Linked DNA regions of Mus musculus: region 1 is linked to region 2. A link is a contact called in public HiChIP or PLAC-seq data. All regions are on one chromosome and are shown on one strand. Each heading gives the region's core, a stretch centred on a gene start, on an enhancer-like site or on the middle of the called end of the contact. The rest is flanking DNA. Distances are from core to core; before and after follow the strand shown. Region 1 holds the start of C9 (complement component 9). Region 2 has its middle 48 kb from the start of Gm16311.

What was found. HiChIP or PLAC-seq counts read pairs in DNA pulled down with a chosen protein or histone mark.
Region 1: an H3K27ac HiChIP or PLAC-seq map of extraembryonic endoderm stem cells shows a contact between it and region 2. The contact joins the promoter of C9 here to the enhancer-like site in region 2. A contact is called at or near these places in 9 of 39 promoter capture datasets (the 3T3-L1 cell line, 3T3-L1-derived adipocytes, embryonic stem cells and 5 more), 1 of 484 Hi-C or Micro-C datasets (Th2 cells), 2 of 115 datasets of contacts at active chromatin or transcription factors (differentiating embryonic stem cells and extraembryonic endoderm stem cells) and 3 of 9 other capture datasets (adipose tissue, liver and macrophages).

Annotation. Positions count from the first base shown.
Region 1 is chr15:6,442,529-6,448,517 of GRCm38.p6, forward strand. C9 (complement component 9) reads left to right here and starts at 2,818. Exons shown (of 11, transcript NM_013485.3): 1 at 2,818-2,955. The coding sequence starts at 2,873.
Region 2 is chr15:6,258,456-6,264,451 of GRCm38.p6, forward strand. No RefSeq gene overlaps it. Among named protein-coding and RNA genes, the nearest start is that of Gm16311, 48 kb to the right of the region's middle. Within about 2 kb of position 2,071, at least 69 of the 459 cell types and tissues checked have an H3K27ac peak or open chromatin away from gene starts, as enhancers often do. A contact at or near this core is called in adipose tissue, extraembryonic endoderm stem cells, liver and 1 more, where this site is marked.

The sequences.
Region 1 (5,989 bases), core at 1,568-4,067, 180 kb after region 2:
ATCTAATGAGATTGCTCAATAACAAAGCCTGTGTTCTGGGAAATGGCATGGTTTTTGTTTTTTTTAACTAATTCTTTTCCACTGAAAATAACCAGAACTCATGTCCTAAATCTACCTGACACACATGGATGTGAACAAAGCCATACACCAGCAGCATATCTGTTAACATGTCCTAATTACAGTGATGCTGGTGGCCCCAGGCCAGTCACTTGTCATCTTATTTCATGAGTACCCCAGCCTGTTTGACCTTGCTTTGCTGGAGTAATATGTCTAATTACAAACTTCTACCTTATGCTAAAGTCCTCAGTGCTGGTCTCTACAGAGAACACAATGTGGACTTCTCAGTAGCCAGGAAGCTGTAATAGTTAAAGGGGAAAAAAACAAACAAAAGACAAATTATGAAACTCTTCATGACTACATTTTCCTTGTAGTGATGTTTATATAGGTGTATATCAATCCTCTTTTCTGATATCAACCATTGATATTTACAATGGTTGAGTTCAGTTATTATTTTAGCTTCTTGTTGTGGTGATGGTTTTAAGAGGAATAGGTTAAAGGGTAACACAAGTGTGCTGGGGTAGAATCACAGATATGTTTAGAGTGTGTTTAAGCACACCTTCCCCCCTTATATTTACTGAGCACCACAGAAATTTTCATTCACAGTCAGGGGAGATGAGTGTTAGACCTAAGGGATAATAGGGAAGGAAAGGAAGAAACTGGAGGGTCGACCTGACAATGGCCTCCTGCATCCTTCACTGACCTGAGAACTTGGTTTGGGACACAAACGGTAGGAAACGACAATGCTGGAAGGTGGAGAACATATCTATTTTAACAAGAGAATAAACACTCTGGGATCTGGATGGCAGTTCCCAACCTGCACTGGGAATGATGCTACGGGAATGGAAATGCTCAGAGAAGCTAGAAGAATAGGCATATTGACCTCAGGGCCAGGATTATCAAGTAGGAAAGTAATTTACAACAAAGAGAGACACACGCACCTGTGTGAGCATACCTGCATAGTCAGTTGCCACTTTGAGGAGTCTACCTTTAAAATAAGAACCTTTAAAGTAAGAAGCAGATTCTAGTAAAGGGAGTTCAATGTGCCACACTTTGAAACTGAAATGCCTTCATCTCAAGGAATGGACATTTTGAGAGAAAATAAAATAAGGAGTGGTAACAGGGACCATACAAGAGTCTCCCATGTATTGTGACAAAGCTGGCAGAACTGGACTGAGTCTAAATGCCCGCCACCTGTCACTATCAAAGGCTAGTGGAAAGTGTTCCTCTGGCATGGATTCATTCACTGAAGGCTATGAGCACTCCTTTAAGAATCAGTCTTATTACTTGACAATTTTGCATGACTTACATGTCAAGCAAGCACATGGTCTCCACTGTAAGCTGAGAAGTCGGTGGAATTAATTAACTCAAGCTCTGGATGAGAAAAGGAGGAATTAAGAAAAGGGAGATCAGAGACTTTTCTCTCAGTGGCATAGGTAAGATGGTCCTAAAATAACTAGCTCTGTCATCCCACCAACCAGACAGACATCTGTTTTACCTTTGCCTATGCTAATATTCAAGATTTGCTCTATTGTAATTAATCATTTTCTATGAATGTCTCTTAAGAACTGTATCAGGGAGCCATGCAACTTGGTGCAAGCCTGCAGTCTCCATCCTTGGGGAATGGATACAGAATGATCAGGAGTTGAAGGTCATCCTCAACTATGCAAGGGGAGGGTTTGAGGCAAATCTGCCTCCACAAAACAAAACTGCTAGGAACAGCTGGGTATGTGCTCATACCTGTAACTGTAGCAACTGGGTCTAGGCAGAAGGGCTGCAGCAAGTCTCAGGCTAGCCTGAACTACCCTATCAGACCCTGCCCCAAACAAACAAAACACTAGATAAAAAGAGTGTCATGAGACATTGTAAATTCATAATATATTACCCACAAACCTCCAACACATCAGATATCTCTCTACACCCATTGTGTATTCTAAGTCCCAACCCTAGCCACACATTAGGAAGAATTGAGAAGCCCCAGTCAGTTAAATTTGAGTAAGATAAAGACTAACAGCCTTCCACACTTGCAACATCCCTGGGTCATTCTCCTGACTAATCAGTGCTCTCAGAGAGGTTGCACGGTCCACACCCATCAGCGCTTCCAGAACCTTTCCCTCTCAATGGCCCTGGAGAATGTGGAGATGTCAGGCAAGCAGTGTTCCTTATGGCAGAGGATAATCCTATCCTTTTGGTGTGTGCTTCCATCATAATCAGGCCAAATCCATTTGGTGGCTGTTGCTAAAGCCTTGTGGTGCTTACTTTGCATTTTTCAGAAAAATATACATATAAGAGGTGTGTAACTTATACACAAAAAGCTTACATTTCCACACGTTACCTTGCTTGGGTGGAAACAAGCCACATATCTGACTTTCAGAGGGAGAGGTGCTTAGAATATCCCCCACCTATGCCTCATCTTTCATTGTGTTCTTTCTGTAGTTATTCTGAGCCTAGGACTCTATAAGAATAATCCATAGGTCTCTCCCACAAATTATACCTCTCTCTTTAGCTTCCCTTCCAGAGTCTCCCAAGGAAAGAACTGCTAGGATTTTGTTTTATTGGTTGCTTTATTTTTAACCCAGCTCCTAATTTTTCCCCACCTTGGCATTTTTTTTTTTTTTTTTTGGTTTATTGCATAATGACACTTTGTCAATAAGGGAAAATAGCAGTCAGGAATTACAATGACTCTCCATTGGTTGGACCTTGACACTTAGCCTAAGCCAACACCTATGAACAAAACCCAGAACAGAACTGCCCCTTGTCCTCCGGCTGCAAAGGAATGCTTTGCAAGCCTCCAGGGCTCCCCAGGAGGAGCAGCATGGCCTCAGGCATGGCCATCACCTTAGCCCTTGCCATCTTTGCCTTGGGTGTCAATGCACAGATGCCAATACCCGTTTCCAGGTGAGTCCATAGCTTGTCTGTTTATCTCTGGAATTCTACTGTGGAATCTGCTGTCCAGGGCTTAACAGCAAAGTAGGGACAATAAAGGTTAAGCTAAACAGTGACCTATACAACACCCAGGATTTCAACTTTCTAAACAAGTGTATTCATGCTTCTGGGTGTTTGTGCTAAAGGAGGGACTGAAATGTTAATGCTAAGATATTTCCTTTAAACATTTAGGATCAGAGGGAAAAAGAAACGGTTGTCTCCAGTTTCTGATAAATCAGTGCTGATCAGTGTCTATGGGCTGAGAAATTCACAATGAGGAAAGTTAATATTTGTGTCCTTTATCTCAAAACCTAATAATTTTTAACTGTTGGCTGCATGGCCCTTTGGCCCCCACATTAAGCAAAGGCTAACTATTTGTCTTGTCTTCTCTTCTGTGACATTCCATTCCGTGGTCCACATTTTGGTTCCTGGGTCTGAGGGTCTATTTGCTCTACCCAAGAATTGCCATGGTACAGCTTCGATGGTTCTGCTTCCAGCACGGCCTCTTTATTTCCTTCTTATCCGATGCTTCTTGGGTTTGCAAAACCCATAAGGTATAAGGGTGTCCCCGAGGTTGCATGTGCTGGAAACTCAGTCCCCTGGTGTGGCAGCAGAAAGAGGTGGTGGAGCTCTTAAGGGGTAGAAGGTCTCAGGATTCCACAGTCATAAATGGACTATCTCTGAGGAATGGGCCAAGCCTAGCAGGAGTGGCTCCTAGCAGATCTGTCTGGCTAGGTTCTTCCTCCAACTCATGTCTCCTTACATATGTGACTCTTCTGAATACAGGAACTTCCCATTTTGCTTCTAGTGACCATGTTAGGACACAACCACAGGAATCCTGTCCAGATGCCTGTTTGCAATTTGTAGTCATGAGAATTGTGAGAAGAGTAAAATTCTCTCCTGTATGCATCACCCACATCAGGCATTCTGTGTCAGCAACAGAAAACAGAGTGTGACACCATGCCAAATACACCCAGCCAATAAATCAAGGGGACAGTAAAAGCCTCTTGCACATCACTGCACCCAGAAGTGCTAGAGATCACGGCTGCTTGAAGCTCTCCCTTCCTTCCATGTAAATATCACAGAAGACACAAACCCATGTAGTCCATTATAGCTTGTTCTCTGAGGACAGAACAGAAAATTGCCCCAACACCAACACATGCCTGGACACTCTTCCTCCGTCTGCATTAATCATGTCCTGTGTCCAGTTCAATTCCCCTAAGTTTAACCAAAGCCTATTTTGACTTAGCTAGCCACCTTTGTCTGCCTTCACCTTTGCGGAGGTAGAGGCGATTCGGCCTGGGCTCCCCCCACCAATGTGGGTTGCGGTTCACTTTCCAGGAGAGGACTCACAATGGAGATACCGCTCATGTAGCTCTGGGAAGGCTGTTCAGCCAAGGCTTTCCTCCCTTCTCCCCTCCTCCTTTGCGGACATTACCTAATCACTATCTCTCTGTTCAGAAAATAGCTTCACTTTCCGGGTATCTTAACTCAGACGGTATGTGTGCAAAGACAGTTACAGAAGGCAGCTTTGGCATTCTTGTAATTAACCTGACCCTCTCATAGGGTCTTAAAACAATTAAACAGTTCAAATTTCTGGACCGATGCTCAAAACTGAAAGGCTGTGGGAAGATCGCGGTGACTTTGATGTTCACACCTCCTGGATCTGGTCTTACTCATGGGGGCCAGAAAGAACCCTGGCTGGCCCCCAGATCCTGGCACTTGCAGTCTCCAGTTGTGCTGAGCATTCTGCATTCTCACAGACATGCCCTTCAGCCTGTGCCAGAACGGCCCTGCTCAGAACGCTCTGTGCTGTGTCCTTTAAGATGGAGGGTTCGGAGACTTCCTGAGCTACATGAGACCCTTTGCTTAAACAACAGCAGCAATATTTCAAATGATTTCTACACATATATATTCTTCAGAAGTTCATAGCTCGCATCAGGCTACCATTGTCTACCAGTATTGCAGGCTAAACCCCCGTTGACTAGTAGCGGTGCAGGCTGGCATGAATAGCTCAGAGTCTCCTTCCCTTAGTTCGCTGATCCATAAGACCCTGATGGTGGTTATTTCCTGTGGCTGCCATAGCAAAGTCCAAAAATGAATTGTTTTAAATAAGTTATCTGTCTCCCTGGCTGGAGGCTGGAGGTCTGACATCAAGATGTTGAGAAAGCCAAAATCACTCTGTCACTCTGGGGTCAAATTCGGGTTCACACATTGGCACAGCAAGCGTTTTACCTACGGAGTCGTCTTCCCCCCACCCCCCACCAGCCTCCAGAGTTCTTCTTTTATATGGAAACCAGGAGTACTGGATTGGGGCCTACTCCCATGATCCCATCTTAACTCAGTCATCTCTACCCAGATCCTATTTACAAATAAGTTCACATTCTCGAGTTCTAACCAGGTCTTAGAACCTCAGCATATCGTCCATTTTTGCAAGGGAACACAATTCAATCCATACACTTATGATGACAGATTTCATCTTGTAGTGTTCTCATGTGAATGTTATCACATGTGTAACATACTTCAAGCTTCAACCTCAGGCATGTAGAAAAAAACCCAATAAGCATCAGGTATTTTTCATATATATATACCTATATGTATATATATAATGATTTCACTGTTCATTTTGCTTTCAAATGATTCCTTATTCTGGAGGATTGGAGTTACAGTAGCTCTCAGGGGATGCCACAGGGTCCCGTGGAACTTTGATAATGGTAAACTAGATATTTCTAACTCTCACCTCAAGGTGAGTTCCCAGGAGAATAGGTCCTGGGGAAATCACCCTCTCAGATGTTCCTTTGGGTAGTAGAATGGAAAATTTTCACAACCAGTATGAAAAGGAAACAACGGCTCAGAGTATAGCTTCAGGAGCCAGGCTACCTGGAGAGTCCAGTGTCTAGCGCTTCACAGCTGTGTGCCCAAGGCTGATGCTATTTCCTCTAAACTCATAAAATCTTAACAGATGCTCCATATTGCATGAGTCACCCACAATGAAATGTCTGTCTCA
Region 2 (5,996 bases), core at 821-3,320:
TCATAGTCCACAAACCAAAATAAATAAATAAATAAATAAATAAATAAATAAATAAATAAATGCAATTAAATTACACTTTAGCTTAAAAGAGAATTGCAGATATAAAACTAACTTAGCAGTTGATTAGTATATTTACAGAAACAGTAACTTTACAGACATGAAGACCAGGGCTTGTTGAGCCAGCATTGTCCAGAGAAAGGCATATAGAATCCTGTTTGTAGAAAATCTTACACAGAGATTTGAGACATAGCTCTGGAGTAAATAATACTGGTTGGACCCAGAGAAGACCCACAATCAATCCCCACAACCCACAGGGTGGCTCACAACCCTCTGTAAATCTAGTTCCAGAGGATCCAGTGACCTCTCTTGGCCTGCATAGGCACCAAGCACACCCACGGCATGAAGGGCTACATTCAGGCAAAACACCCATACAGATAAAATAACATGTGTTTTTGAGAGAAAGAAAATGTTACACTGTGAAATGCTTTTGGCTATATCTGATCTCTACTGTCAATGAGGCTGACATTATTGTATCCTATGCTACAAAGGCCATCTATATTCCATGCACTGGACGGGCAACCGCATGGGTATGCGCATGCCTGCATGTGGATGTGCATGTATGTCTGAGTTACGTGTGTGTGTGTGTGTGTGTGTGTGTGTGTGTGTGTGTGTGTGTTTGTGTGTGTGTTAGAGGACAAAGTTGACTGTCTCCCTCAGTTGTTCTCCACCTACTTTCTTTTATTACTATAATTATCTTTTTTTATGAGTACACCGTTGCTCTTCTGATACACCAGAAGAGGGCATTAGACCCCATTACAGATGGTTGTGAGCCATCATGTGGTTGCTGGGATTTGAACTCAGGACCTCTAGAAGAACAGTCGGTGCTCTTAACCGCTGAGCCATCTCTCCAGCCCCCTCCACCTACTTTTTAAGTTATGGCCTCTCACCGAACTCAATGATTTGCCTACAGTCAGCTTCATAGAGTCACCTGCCTCTGTCCCCAACCAATGGAATTACAGCATGGATGGCTTTTCATCTGGGTGCTGGGGATCCAAGTTTACATTGGTTGCTGTGCTTTCATGGGGCACTTTACCAACTGAGCCACTTCTGTAGCCTCCAGGCTGGTCTTTGAACTCATGATTCTACTGCCTGGACTCCGTGCGTGCTAGACTGACAGGACTACACTACTATGCTTGCTGCACTACTCCTCCCTTCCTTACCTATTGTCTCCATAGTGACAACTCTGTGTTTTTTTCCTTTGGAAATATTTTCATTTCCTCACAAAGTTTGACTTAAAGTTATCTTGACTCAGAGGTTGAGCTGTCCCCAGAAGATCCCCCTCTCTCACTGAACCTATTGCATGTGAACACCAGCCATGCCAAGCACTGCATCTGGATGATAAAGTGTTGGAGCTGAGATCAATACAGGAAAAGTATAAATCCCAGTATCTTCCTCTTCCTTGCTTTTCCTGCTTCCACCCTGAGCTTGGTGCTCAGAATCGCAAGAATCCTGGTAAAGACACAGGAAGGTCATCCACCCTAAACAGATGGCTGTTCGGAGCTGTTGATGAATGGTGAGGGTGCCCCCCAACCAGAGGCAAAGGACAAAGGCTTAGAAGGGGATTGGCTTGAGGCTCCTGCCCAAAGTGTCTGTCATCAATCTCTATTGTCTCGGTGATTCCAGCCAGGAATGGGGAATGTGTCTCCTTGTTGACACAAGACCCTGGTAGAACAAAGAAAGTTGATGACATAAACATATCCTTTTCCCAGCACTTGACTTGTGTGTGATTTAACCTTTAACTCTTGCTTGTTGATATAGGTGAGATGTCAAATATTTTCTCCTGGGATGTTGGCAACTGTTTAAAGTGTTTTCATCACCCCTTCACTAAGGCAAAACTAGGCTGGGGCTAACAGGGTCATTGTAATAGATCTGTTCCCCACCCTCGAGTCTCAAGCTCACTCAGCCACTTCCTCCCAACTGAAACAGGAAAGTGGTGACAAAGAACAGTCTGGTAGTCACTGTACATCTGCAATTACTCAGTCACTTCTGGCTTTTGAAGGAATGAATTTGTAGCAAGGGAGAGAGAACACTTGAGACCATGTGACCAACATGGAAGTAATCCTTTAAACTGCAGCATAAGCAAGAAGGCACACACAGCCTCTGAAGCTGCTCTCTGTTCCTGCTTGGTTTTTTAACCCTCTTCTCATTCCTTAGACTTGGGGGTAAAGAAAGCTTTTTACTGTTTCCAGATCAAACCTCTGCCTTGGAAGAACAAAACAGGCAGGTTCTGTCCACTCTGCCCTCAGGAAGTCCACCCCAACTGATTCCAAGGCTGAGCTAACCCCTCTTGTTTACCATCCGGACAAATATTTTAAATGGATATACTTTTGTTTAATGTTTAAGTCTCAGGTATAAAGTTCTTTCTAGTTTTGTATTAGTAAGACAAAGGTCCTTCTCCTGCCAAGAGGAAAGTAGAGGAGGAGGGGTGGGTAAAATTCTCAGGAGCACAAGTTTATAAATTGCTTTACTGAGTGGACATCCCTGTACCTTAGAAATCAGAATTTCTGATGAAAGAACGGACACTTAACCCTCTAGCAAATAATAATACATGTGCGATTTATAGCTAGAAAGAACAGCTTTGATAAAGTAAGCATCAATTGTTAGGTTTTTGATTTTTTTTAAGTCTGGAACTTGGACTCATATCTGGGAAAGGAAATGTCTGTTTCGTTAAAGAAAATGGGTTCTGCCAAATGCACCAAAATAACAGCAGGACGAGATGGGGTGGGATGGGCTGGAGGAAGGGCACTGTGTGACTCAGAGGAGCTTGGCGTCTATAATTAATATTTTAAGCTCATTACTTCACATTCAAAACAGAGTTATATGGTGGTCAGAGGGGGAAATACACCCAACCAAGCAGGATCTCTAAAACCATGCATATACATATAAATATTATTGCATAGCTTTAAAAAGGTACATATAAACTATATGAGTGTGTTTATATTCTTTTAAATGATGGTTGTCAAACCCAAGACACTTACAGGCCTATTTGTTTCTCTCTGTAGACACATCCATACACATACACACATACAAACACATACACACACACACACACACACACACACATACACACAAAGATGCAAACACACATGCACATAACACCAAGAGATGCACACACACCTACAAACACAGTTAAAAGTAAGATGTGTCTTTTATGTGTTTACCAGCTACAGATTTTTAAAATATTCATAGTATTATATAAAATTAACTCAGATCACTAATACTCAATGAGATATTCTCTCTCTCTAACACACACCTGTGTATACACACGCAGAGAGACAGACAGAGAGAGAGAGAGAGAGAGAGAGAGAGAGAGAGAGAGAGAGAGAGAGAGAGAGAGCTGCAGACTGTATTGTTATTTCACCCAGAGATGGAATATAGCTATTGCTATACCTTAAGAAGCAGTGGCAGAAAACCATGTACTCTTAAAATTGCAGTCTCTTGCTCTCTCGGACACCATCTTAGTATACTCCTGTAGACTCAATTGCCCGTGGCCTAGTAGTTTGAAACAGTTCATGAAAGTCAGAAATGGCATTCAGCATTATAACTCAAAGGCATGCTCTGACAAAAGTCACCTATAAAAAGCAAAGTTGAAGGAGCTGCAAAACTGTGGTGCATTTGCTGAACAGAGCTCCAGGTCACTTTAAGGCATGTTACATCCTGAAGTTATAACTTGGAAAATGTAAAAGCTTATGTCATTCAATCCGGCATGGAAATTGTTTTCCAGGGGCTGAGTTTTTTATAAGAGTGTTTATCAGAATCCATAAAGAAACTAGAAACGAGGATAGAAGGATCTGTGTGTCTTAAAATGAGACAATTTGGTAAAAAGCCAATGAACACTGACTTAATTCACAGGGTTCAACAGATACAAAAATATTGAAATAATCCCATGCACCCTATCAGATCACCACGGACTAAGGCTGATCTTCAATAACAACATAAATAATAGGAAACCCACATACACGTGGAAACTAAACAACACTCTACTCAATGATAACTTGATCAAGGAAGATATAAAGAAAGAAATTGAAGACTTGTTAGAGTTTAAGGAAAATAAAGCCACAACATACCCAAACTTATGGGACACAATGAAAGCAGTCCTAAGAGGAAAACACATGGCTCTGAGTGCCTCCACAAAGAAACTGGAGCAAGCATATACTAGCAGCTTGTCAGCACACCTAAAAGCTCTAGAACAAAAGTAAGAAAATTCACCCAAGAGGAGTAGAAGACAGGAAATAATCAAACTCAGGGATGAAATCAACCAAGTGGAAACAAAAAGAACTATTCAAGGAATCAACCAAATCAGGAGCTGGTTCTTTGAGAAAATCAACAATATAGATAAAATTTTAGCCAGACTAAATAGAAGGCACAGGGACAGTATCTTAATTAACAAAATCAGAAATGGAAAAGGAGATAAAAAACAGAATCTGAAGAAATCCAAAACAATCATTAGATCCTCCTACAAAAGCCTATACTCAACAAAACTGGAGAACCTGGATGGAATGGACAAGGAAGTGAAAGATCTGTCTGACAAAAACTTCAACTCTCTAAAGAAAGAAATCAAAGATCTCAGAAGATGAAAAGATCCTCCATGCTCATGGATTGGCAGGATCAATATAGTAAAAATGGCTATCTTGCCAAAAGCCATCTACAGATTCAATGCAATCCTCATCAAAATTCTAACTCAATTCTTTACTGAGTTAGAAAGGGCAATTTGCAAATTCATCTGGAATAACAAAAAACCTAGGATAGCAAAATCTATTCTCAACAATAAAAGAACCTCTGGTGGAATCACCATGCCTGACCTAAAGCTGTACTACAGAGCAATTGTGATAAAAAACTGCATGGTGCTGGTATCGTGACAGACAAGTAGACCAATGGAATAGAATTGAAGACCCAGAGATGAACCCACACACCTATGGTCACTTGATCTTTGACAAGGGAGCTAAAACCATCCAGTGAAAAAAAGACAGCATTTTCAACAAATGGTGCTGTCACAACTGGCAGTTATGTTGAAGAATGCAAATTGATCCATTTCTATCTCCTTGTACAAAGCTCAAGTCTAAGTGGATCAAGGAACTCCACATAAAACCAGAGACACTGAAACTTATAGAGGAGAAGTTGGGGAAGAGCCTGTAAGATATGGGAACAGGGGAAATATTACTGAACAGAACAGGAATGGCTTGTGCTGTAAGATCAAGAATCAACAAATGGGACCTCACGAAATTGCAAAGTTTCTGTAAGGCAAAGGACACTGTCAATAAGACCAAAAAGCAACCAACACATTGGGAAAAAGATCTTTATCGATCCTAAATCCGATAGGGAGCTAATATCCAATTTATAAAAAGTACTCAAGAAGTTGGACTCCAGCAAACCTAACAACCCTATTTTAAAAATGGGGTACAGAGCTAAACAAAGAATTCTCAACTGAGGAATACCGAAAGGCTGAGAAGCACCTACAAAAGTGGTCAACATCCTTAGTCATCAGAGAAATGCAAATCAAAACAACCCTGAGATTCCACCTCACACCAGTCAGAATGGCTAAGATCAAAAATTCAGGTGACAGCAGATGCTGGGGAGGATGTGGAGAAAGGGGAACACTCCTCCATTGCTGGTGGGATTGCAAGCTGGTACAACCACTCTGTACATCAGTCCAGCGGTTCCTCAGAAAATTGTGCATAGTTCTACCAGAAGATCCAGCAATACCACTCCTGGGCATATACCCAGAATATGCTCCAACATGTAATAAGGACACATGCGCCACTATGTTCGTAGCAGCCTGATTTATAACAGCCAGAAGCTGGAACGAACCCAGATGTCCCTCAACAGAGGAATGGATACAGAAAGTATGGTACATTTCCACAGTGGAGTACTATGCAGCTATTAAAGACAATGAATTTATGAAATTCTTAGACAAATGGATGGATCTGGAGGATATC